2 separate regions of the Zea mays genome follow, and region 2 is linked to region 1. The links are chromatin contacts, called in public Hi-C maps. All regions are on one chromosome and are shown on one strand. The core of a region is the stretch at or near the end of the contact, and the rest is flanking DNA. Distances in the headings are between cores, read along the strand shown.

Evidence for each region. A called contact is a pair of places that touch in the nucleus more often than the background predicts.
Region 2: a contact with region 1 is called in a Hi-C map of leaf, with 2.7 times the contacts expected there. The contact joins the promoter of LOC100281837 here to the promoter of LOC100382223 in region 1. A contact is called at or near these places in 2 of 25 Hi-C or Micro-C datasets (endosperm and leaf).

Annotation. Positions count from the first base shown.
Region 1 is chr9:112,739,386-112,744,503 of Zm-B73-REFERENCE-NAM-5.0, reverse strand. LOC100382223 reads right to left here and starts at 1,999. Exons shown (of 1, transcript NM_001174979.1): 1 at 247-1,999. The coding sequence starts at 1,878. The coding sequence ends at 721.
Region 2 is chr9:112,882,374-112,887,491 of Zm-B73-REFERENCE-NAM-5.0, reverse strand. It overlaps LOC100281837, which reads right to left and starts at 2,209. Exons shown (of 3, transcript NM_001368108.1): 1 at 1,412-2,209; 2 at 1,167-1,304; 3 at 389-1,062. The coding sequence starts at 2,047. The coding sequence ends at 742.

The DNA of each region.
Region 1 (5,118 bases), core at 750-3,249:
AATTAAAGAATCTGTGAGATTAAAAGTCTAGAATCCTATTTTTTCAAATGATTTTTATTTTCCTAAGAAAATTTTGTTTAATTTATTTTCACTTAGAAAAATAAAAATCACCAGAGAAAATAAAATTCTCAAACTAGTCCATAAGGATCGTAGCAGAAGGAATCCTCTCCAAAGTACACTGAACATAAGGTAGGAACATTGGCCTCAGCTCTACGATTTTAGATGTACGGTTCGATCCGGATGTTTGTGCATTGCGACGAACGCAAATAAAGTCTTTACCAAAATCCAATATACACAGGTAAAAAAAAGCCTGAAAAGAAAAATAAGTTCTACTGCTTGCACACTTCCTCGGCCCCACATGGAAGAAAAGATTTTTCAGCCTTTCTCTAGTGCCATCAATGCTCGCTCACGGTTCACACACTCGTCCACCAGACCACCACGTTGCGACTTGCGAGCCTGTGCAGCTGCGTTTGCGCATCTGGTTTCTTCTGGGTCATCTATATACTTCTCTCCTAGCAGGAACAGGAACAGCAAGCCACTCGCTCCTGCCGGCGAGACGATGGAGCGGGAGCCGTCGCGTTCCACTGACATGTGGGCTAGGTATGCGCTTCGCCGGCGACGTGATGCGGCACGGGGCTGGTGGACCCCTGTGGGTGCGCCGACTGGTACCGAACCATCGGTTTGCGGACGTTCTACCCGAAGGCGGGGTCCGGCGGCGCCTCAAGCGTATAGGACCTGCGCGTTGCAGGGCGCCATCCCGGCGAACTCGGCGGAGCCCTTGACCACCTCCCACTCCACCACTTCGTCCTCGACGCCGGGTACCGCGGCGGCGGCGGATGCGGCGGCAGAAACCGTGCCCACGGCGACGTCGAGCCCGGCGCCGACGACGTATATCCTCCGCCTCCCGCCAGCGACCTCCCCGAGCTCGCCAGCGACCACGTGCGGCCGGCGCACCTCGGGGGGCACCCCGGTGCCGGCCACCATCCGCCACTCGTCCCGGGCCTCGTCGTACCGCTTCAGCCGCCACTCCCCGTACTCCGCCACGATATACATCCGGCCGCCGGCGACGGCGCAGGAGCCCGTCCACCCCTCCCGCATCCCGCGCGCCATCTCGCACCACGAGTCCGCGGCGGCGTCGTACACGGCGCCGCGCGGCGCGCGCTCGAACGGCCACGCCCAACCCTCCGTCACGTACAGCTTCCCGCCCGCCGCCGCCGCGTCGTACCGCGCCACGGCGGCGCCGCGGCGCGGCGCGGCCGGCGACCACCGCCCGGCCTCCGGGTCGAAGACCTCCGCCTCGCCGTCCTCCCCGGCCACCACCACCCGCCCTCCCACCTCCCCGGCCGCCATGTACCCGCGGGGCGTCCGCATCGCCGCCGCCTCCTCCCACCCGTTCCGCGCGGCGCTGTACACCGCCACGCTCGTCACGGCCTTGTCGCCGCCCTCCTCGACGCCCCCAATCACGTAGATCTGGCCGCGGCGGGGGAGCCCCACCACCGCGAACGACCCGGCCGCGGCGCCGCCGGGCACCGGCGGGAGCAGGAGCCACTTCCTCGAGAAACGGTCGAGCGCCTGGCACTGGAGGCGCCGCGACATGGGGTCAAAGGCGAGGGCGAAGAGGAAGGGCACCGACCCCGTGGCCGCGGTCCCCGCCCCCGCCGCGTGAGGGAACAGCAGTGGCTTGGCCAGGGCGTCCGTGAGGAAGCGGTTCCAGGTGGAGGAGACGGTGCGGAAGAGGCGGTGGTAGAGGAAGGGCAGGTGGAGGAGGCACTTCTCGGCCACCTCCTCCGGCAGGCCCGGGATGAGCTCCATGACCTCCTCCCCCTCCCCGTCACCGGCGTCCAGCACCTGCTGCTTGCTCATGGACGAGAAGCTCATGGTGGCCGGGCCGAGCGGCGCGATTCTTCGGTCGAATTTGATGCGATTCGCTTCACCCCGCTGTGGGTGTGGGGGAGCTCTGTGGTTCGGCTTGGTGATGAGGAATGGAACCTGAAGCGGGGTGGGCACGAATTTATAGAGGTGAGTGGACTCTGGGCAAGTGCCAAGTCGTGCGGCTTTTCTCAGCTGGCGTCCTCCACTCCTCCCCTCCTGCCAAGGGCAACTACAGCTACAGCCCTTTCCAACCCACAGTCGTTCTTCTGTCTTCTCCCGAATGAGAGCCCATGGTGGCAGGCTGGCAGCGCCGGAGCCCGTTCTTCATCGTCCCGAACTTGGCACGCAGCAATAAGGCTTCGCCTCTCCATGGAATGCCTACAGCGTTTTCTACTTTAAACTACACTACGTAAATAAGACCTCAATTTCCATCGCCGACGGTGTCACCATGGTGGCCATATCGTCCCCAGGATGTGGCGTCCCCGTGTTCGGTTGCCTTGAAGGTTCCAAGTCGGAAACGGTTCCAGACCAGAAAACAGTGAACCACTCAATCCAGTCCAGAATTTGACACCACAAAAGTGCCATTGATCCGCCCCTCATCGTGTTGCAATGGTGCTGGATGTTGGATGCTTTGACCAACAAAAGTGGGCGGTGCACGATCGGAAAGAATGGTCTTTGTGCTTGTGCATCCATGCAGGAGTACTACTGCACAGGGTGAATGTGGCCAGGAACAGCCACAGGAACTTGAGGAAAGAATGGTCTTTGTGGCAATTATTTTGAAACGAAGGCGAAGTAATACCCCTCACTGCAACCGGGAATCGGTTCGGGCTCGTCGTGCTTTGGTTCAAGTGTTACAACATGCCACGGCCGCGTGGCCGGATTTCGAAACGATTGCCGTGAAGCTCGGTCCATCCGGTTCTTGTTGGATTGGATCTGGCCAGCGGCCGGCTCCGGTGATTCTTCGAGCTTGTTTGGCCGTACGCGTACGAGTTTTCCGCCACCCAGGCACGGACCCAAGGACGCGGCAGCTACTGCGCTGCCCGCGATCACGACGAGTCGACGACCGACGCGACGGCAGCAACTTGGCTCCTGGCCCGAGGAGGCCAGGACAGGAGGAGGAGGGCCGCTTGTGGGCCCGGCGAGAGGTGCATGTACTAGTACTGTACAGCCGTGATGGACAGCAGTCCAGTGGGCCTGGTGGGCGCGGACGGGCGTGTCCGCAAAGGAAAGGAAAGCTAGTACGTAGCTACGAGAATGTGCGGCGTGCGTGGGGCCCATTTGTCCTGGCCGAGAAGTTTCCAATTTATTTCCTCTCATCACTCCCATATATGCCATTTTCTGGTTTTTTTTAATTTCTCTCTAATAACTTTTATAGTTTCGTAGAAGTATGTCTATTTTTATTTATTTATTTATTTATTTATTTACACACTGACACTGCTACACGCTGCCGTGCTCTGTCTCCGTGGGTTTCGGATGAAAGAGGAGAGATGGCGCTGCGTCGGTGCGTGTGCGTGAGAGTTTGGGCTCTGCACGCGCAGGCCGTCCGAGGCACCGACCTCTCCGGTACCGATGCGCTCTCGACACGAGCCTGGAGACTCGTGCTGCTCGTTTTCCCTGTGTCGGTGCGGACCGTACTGCGACCACCGTCTTTTCCTCCGACAACAGCCACCCGAGATTAGTCTCCAACAAACCTGATATCGAAATGGATGGAAACCTTGTGCATTTTTTTTTTGTAACGATTCCATCTTTGTTGCACCGTGATATAATAATATATGGATCAAATAATCAACTTGGACGCGACTATTTGCTGCCGATAGATTTTTCCAGCGTTTGGGCATGGGACGGGCCTGAGAGGGGACGCGACAACAGCGGTCGGTCAATGCAATTAGTTGGTTGCCGCTACCGTAAGTCTGTAAGATGACAGCTACAGGCACGTTTACGGCCATCATCACCAGGCAACAGAAAATCGATCCACTATAGTCTGTAGCTAGCTCAACAGTCGCAGAAGAAAGATCCCTTTTACCAAACTCGCAGTAGTTTTGTCTGTCGACACCAACGCATAGAACCTACTACTCATACAACGGATGCATCAGCACAAAATCCTGGTCAAAACAGGAAATACGGACGCGGGGATCGTGCGCGGACGGACGAGTAGATTCTGCGACCCACTTGGATGGAAAAAAAAACCGGGCCGAGACGACGCGGGGCAGGCAGCCAGTGGTCGGCGTCGCGTCGCGTCGCGGCGCGGCTGCCAAAATACGCGCGATTGGCGGGCGGGCCGTGACAGGGGAGGAGACGCAGGCAGGCGACGGTGCGATCGCCGGGAATCCATCGATGGGAGCGGTGAAAGCTGAAAACGACGGCAGGCTCTGGACTCTGTCTGAAGCAGCACGCCGGAGCCCGGCGGGCGCTTGTTTGGGATAGTTGGTCGTGTGTCGGCGTCTCGACACGGGTAGCCCGGTGAAAAAACAGCGCCGCTGCCGCCGCCGGCGTCGTATGTGCGTGGGCACGCGTACTTGAAGGTGGGAAGGGGGAGAGTAGATGGCGACGTGGCGCTCGTGATCTGTGCAGCCTAATAATGGAATAGATAAGGATGATGATTCGAAGCCGCACACACACGGCAAGCGTGACAAGGGTCCCCCCACCCCCACCCCCAAAGCCGTCGTGAGTGCGGGTGCACGGTCACCGTTGGTTGGTCGTACCAGCGCCTACCATGGTAGTACGTGCCAATCTTCGTCGCGGGTGACCAGCGGAGAAAAAAAAAAGGAGCCTGCAAGGCGCGATGGCGGCCCTGTAGGACCGAACGGAACCGGATCCACAACATGGTGCCGCTGGCACGCGTGGTGGCACCGGCGCGTGGCTGCGGCCCGCGGTCCCGTACGCTCGCGTGCCTCTCGTGGCGAAAGCGCGCGCGGGCGGGCGAGCCGCGGTGGTAGGGCAGGGCAGGCAGGGCGCGTTGCGTTCTTTGCTTCCGCGCGCCTCCGACGGCGGTGGGCGCGCGCGCGCGCGTTGCGTTCTTTTCTTCCGTCCTCCCTCGTTTTTCCGCACCGCGGGCCGCAAGTGAGGTGTCCAAGACTCGAAGGACACTCGTGAACGATCATCGCTGTCCTCGCGGCGGCGGAGGGACCAGGACGCCTGCGCCCCACTCCGCCCTGCCGTCGCGCGCCTGAGCAGCTGTGGAGCCGTGCGGGCGCCGGGAGCGGCGGCAGCGCGGCATGGCCGCTGGGCGCCGCCGATCGCGACGAG
Region 2 (5,118 bases), core at 960-3,459, 140 kb before region 1:
AACCATTTTAAATAAGTAGTTGGAGGTTATTTTTTATAAAAATATTAATTTATATCAATTAGAAAAAATTAGAGAGCCTTTTGCGGTTGCTCTAAGGGTGTAAATATGAATTTTTGAGAAAAATGTTAAATTAAAAAAACTAGTGATCTCTGGCTCCAAAAATATATTTACAACCACCGAGGACGTAAACGTGAATATTAGGAAAAATGAGGCTAAATAAAAAAATCGACATAGATCATATATAGTACTACTGTGCTAATATGGCTTTTCATAGTAGGGATTTTATTTAAGTTTCTTCTTTGTTGAATACCCCACGATATAAGTAAATACGACGACATGATAAAAATTTAGTAAGAAGAAACACAGGTTTTCATGAGAGGTGGGAGGATTTTTTTTTTCTGCATATAACTTCAGATACACGATTTTAAATTTTTTTAAAAAAACTGATGTGTATTTTTGAAAACAGTGCAATAAAATCCCGCACTCAGAATAGCAAGTTTAAGACAACTTGTGCGCGGTATAGATTGGTGATCCATTAGCAGCGGCTACTGCAGTTTCTTACTAGTAGTACAAATTATACATCACTAGTTTACGCAAGAGCTTGCTCAAAAAGAGAGTACATGGGATTACTACTCCTCCCTATACATCGATCGATACAAGTACAAGGCGCGCGCGCAGCGGCGTGCCATGCCGGTTCAAGCGCGCGGCCGGCCATGTGCGCGCGTGTTGGGCCCGGGCACATCAAAAGCTCGGTACGACGCCGTAGCCGAAGTCGAGCACATATGACATCGGCACGGCGGCCTCGGCCTCGGCCTCAGCGTCGTCGGCGTCGGCGTCCCCGTCGTGGTCAGCACGCTTGGCAAACCGGCCCTTGATTCGCGGCCGCGTCTCGGCGTAGGCCTTCCGGGACGCGTACCGGATGGTCTTCTCGAAGCGCCTGTTCTTCCTTTTCTCACGGTACCGCATCAGGCGCGCCTCCCTGCTCTCCCCCATCAGCGGCACCGGCCTCACCGCAGCCAAGTCTCCCCGCTCCGGCACCACCTCCACGTCCGCGGATGGCACCTGCATACGGAACCGATCGAGTCCGCAACGATACGTCAGGACGAGCACATGGAGTGTCTAACGGATGTGCGTCCCGAAAGTTGGGAGCTTGGTTGGGGTCCTACGCTGTGGCTCTGGGGAGTCCCGGTGTATGGCATGTAGGCCTGAGGCTTGGGCCTTGTGAAGTCGAGCTCAAAGCTCCCGCCGCCGCTGCCGCTGCCGCCGAAGGCCTCTGGCACCACGCCAACCTCCGACGAGGAGCCCTGCAAGATCCATCGGGACGGTGTCCACAGCTCCACACATGAGTTTCAATTCCAAGATGATATATGCATCTAAAGGCAAGGCAAGGCAAGAGAAGGGCGAAGCTTACGCTATGAGCGAGGGAGGTGGCCGTGTAGGAGCTGTAGGAGGAGTGCTTAACGCCGATGCCGCACGTGAAGTCCAGCTCGACGGCAGCGCCGGCGCCGTTGGGGACGACGCTGTCAGCGTGCTGGAAGCGCGGGATCTCGACGCTGAGGTAGGGATCCAGTTCAGAGAAGAGGTAGTCCAGCTTCATGTCCTTGGCCTCCACGTTGAGGTTCAGCGCGTGCGCGTGCGCGTGCGCGTGCTCGGCCGCCGCGTGCTGCTCGTCGGCCTCGGAAGCGGCCGCCTCGCCGGTCCCGAACAGCATGGCCTCCACGGCCGCGGCGGCGGCCTCGGAGCCGATGGGGGCGACGGGGACCCGCGCGTGGCGCCGGGCCAGCGGGTTGGCGTCGTGGATGTCGGAGTCGCAGGCGGCGCAGAGCACGGCGGCGTCGGCCTTGCACGTGACGGCGGCGGGGGCCAGCTCGCAGACCTCGCACATCCACACGCGCTCGTGGCCCAGGCGCGCGTGCGCGGGCCGGGCGTCGCACGTCGTGCAGAGGAAGGATCCACCAACGCACGTGCGGCAGTGCACCGCCGCCGGGGCCCCCTCGCAGCTGCCGCACCGCCGGCCCCCCACGCCCCAGTACTTGTGCAGCTCCATCGAACGTGGTCACCAAGCAGCAGGTGTGCGCGCCCGCCTTCTCCTGGCTGGACGCGGCTAAGAGGAGGCTCAGCTGGACGCGGCAATGGTGAAGCGGTTCTTGTGGTGGTGGGGGAGGGAAGGCAGAGTGGCTGGCGTAGTAGTGGAGGGAGGCAGCGCAGCGCATAGCATGGTGGTGATGCGCTACATGTAGTAGTAGGTGGGGGACGGTGACGTGGCGGGGGCGGAACACGTGGGGGGCTGGGAACCAAGCGAAATCTGATTAAATATTATTTTTTTTGAGGATTTCGGCGTGGGGCGCCGGGCCCGCGGGTCATGTGATGGAGGTGGGTCCCGCGCACGAGGGGGAAGATATCTCGTATCTGCGTCGCGTCGCGTCAGGAGTGCTGGGCTTGGGCGGGCCGTGTTGGCCTTCCGCGGGGACAGAGGAAGAGGATAATCACAAAAAAAAATGTAGGGGGGATAATCCCTGACGGTGATGCTGGATTAGACGCCGCGGATAAACGGAGGCCACACTCCACTGCAGTCTGCAGCGTCACATTTCGTGTTAGCACAAGCCGCGTTCAGGCCACTATACGTGAGTGAAGCTGCACTGTCTCTATCCTTTGCAGTCTATGGTTCCAGCCCTTTTTTATTTCTACAGCAAGACCAACGACAGTCGACAGTTAAGATAATCCACCATCATAGCAAGAGGACTCTCGTTGAACCACGTGCTACGTCTAGTGCTCCTATCAGGTGTAAAGTTTCGATGCTCACTGAAAAGCAATACAGTGGTTAAATTTTAATCGACGGGTTATCAGAAGTTCTGTGTTTATTACCGGACATGTCTAGTACAGTAGTGTGCAGCTTTTGCAAACAACTAGTTTTGGATAGGCATATAAATAGTACTCCAATCAGTCATTTGAAGTGGGTGAGAGCTAAGAAACATATAAAAAGAATTGGTTATCCATTCTAGTGCTCTCCACTTGTATAATGTTTAGCGCTACATATAGTGATTAGTGTAGATGTTTTCTCAAGTGATTAGGCTAGGTAGACCATCGTTTATGTGTTTGCTCTAGATTTAAGTCTAGTGTTTAGTGAGGTTTATATACCTCTTACCACTCAGTGCTTGTGTGCATCATTATTATACTTAGAGGGGTTTGTAGTCTTCAGAGACTACATGAACCATGTTTGCGGTGTGGCCACCACTGTATATCAGAGTAATGAGGACCATAGTGGTTTGGTCGGTAGCTCGATAGTGAAGATGACAGAGAGTGATCCAAGAGGGTGAAAGCTCCATGTGTGGTTCTGACAACTGAGACAATCGGTGGACTAACTTTTACTCTAGTATTGTATATGAGATAGGTTAAGTTCACACCCAGGTTTTGAACAAGATTGGCAACCATGAAAAGGACGATGAAGGCCAAAAGGGATGATCAACTGCTCAATATTGAAAAGAGGAAGAAGAAAAACAAAATGCAAGATCTTAAGCCAAAGGTATAAGCTAAAGAATTTTGTTTCACCAATCAAGACACAACACAGTGTGTTATCAGATTTAGGATAGATGACCACATTATTCACCGAGGAGTCTAATTTAGGCAACCCAGTCATCTAGTGTTAGAATGCATGAGAAGAGATGAGAAAGTGCACTCGGTGTAGTTTTTTATAAGGCGCCAGACATGTTTAGTGATGCACCAAACATTGTACCAGATACATGTAACGATCACACACACAGTGCACAGTTTTGCAGCCAACCATCGTGGTGTCTAGTATGCACTGAATATGGTGCACCAGATGTTTACGGTGAGGCAACAGATGGCCCATCGGACATGACACTTAGAGAGCATGTTAAATGCGTTATTCAGCTATATAGTATAGCAGACATGGTGCTTAGATAAAATGTAAAATGAACTTTTAGGCCTAGCACACACTAGACATATTTATTGAAAGCGCCAGATACCTAACAAGTGTAATGAATAGTTTATAGTCATTGGAAAGGCACTAGACATGTACGGTGCAGGGATCAGTGGTGCATCAGACATGTTTGGTGCCCTTGATTTCTATCCATCAAGAGGTAATACCGCAATAGTTGTATAAATAGACCCCTTGGCTGGCCTTGGTTGGCATCCGTTCACTCCTTACATTTGAGAACACCTCTTGTAGCTAGAGAAACACACTTCACCCACTTGCATCTTTTAGTTCGTCTTTTGAGTGAGATTGGAGAGCTCCTAGTGCATCACATATAGTTGTAGCATCTCGTAGCACTAGTTGATTGGATTGGGCTAGTTCTACTCTTGTTACTCATGGTAATTGTCATCACCTAGACGACTCAAAATTCATGGGATTGTTGAGAGGATATTGGAGATTGTTGCTAGCTCCGATCATCATTGTGAGGGTATCTTATACTTATTCCCCATGAGAGATGAATGAAGAGCGACTCTAGTAAACTTGTGGTTTGTTGGAGTGCCTCTTTAGTGTGATTCTTACGACACACTCATTGTGGTCTTAGCCTGTGGTGCCAATTAGCGAGTGAACCACCAAGTTTGGACTCAACATAATGAGGACGTTGGTTACCTAAAAGCAACCAAACTTCAAGGATATATCTTGTGTCATTTCTTGCTCTATGTGGTTTGCACTCCTTATTTGATCTTGCATTTACATCTATCTACTCGTTGTTCAATTGTTGATCAACTATCATTGGGTAGATGATTCTTAGAAATTGTTGTTGATTGATATCTCTTGCTAGTGAGCAGCTTGCTTTGTTCTACCTTTCTCTAGCAATATTTATGAGTTTGTAGAACAATTATTATAGGATATTCAACCTCTCTAGCCATCTAGATCCTTTCGAAGACCCACTTGTGTGTGGGAAGGCCCAAGGGATATCAATGGAGTTGCCTGACCGGGAGCTTGGTGCTTGAGAGGGTATCCTTGCAAGGGGCTCTAAGAAATACTAGAGGGAAGCATGAGCTTCTCAATACCTTAGTAAAAATGTTAGAGTCATCGACAGGCGTTTGCATTTATATCTTAAATAAGCTTTTGCACTTTATTTGTTGCTTACGTAGGATATGTGCTTACTTTCCAGATCAACTTGC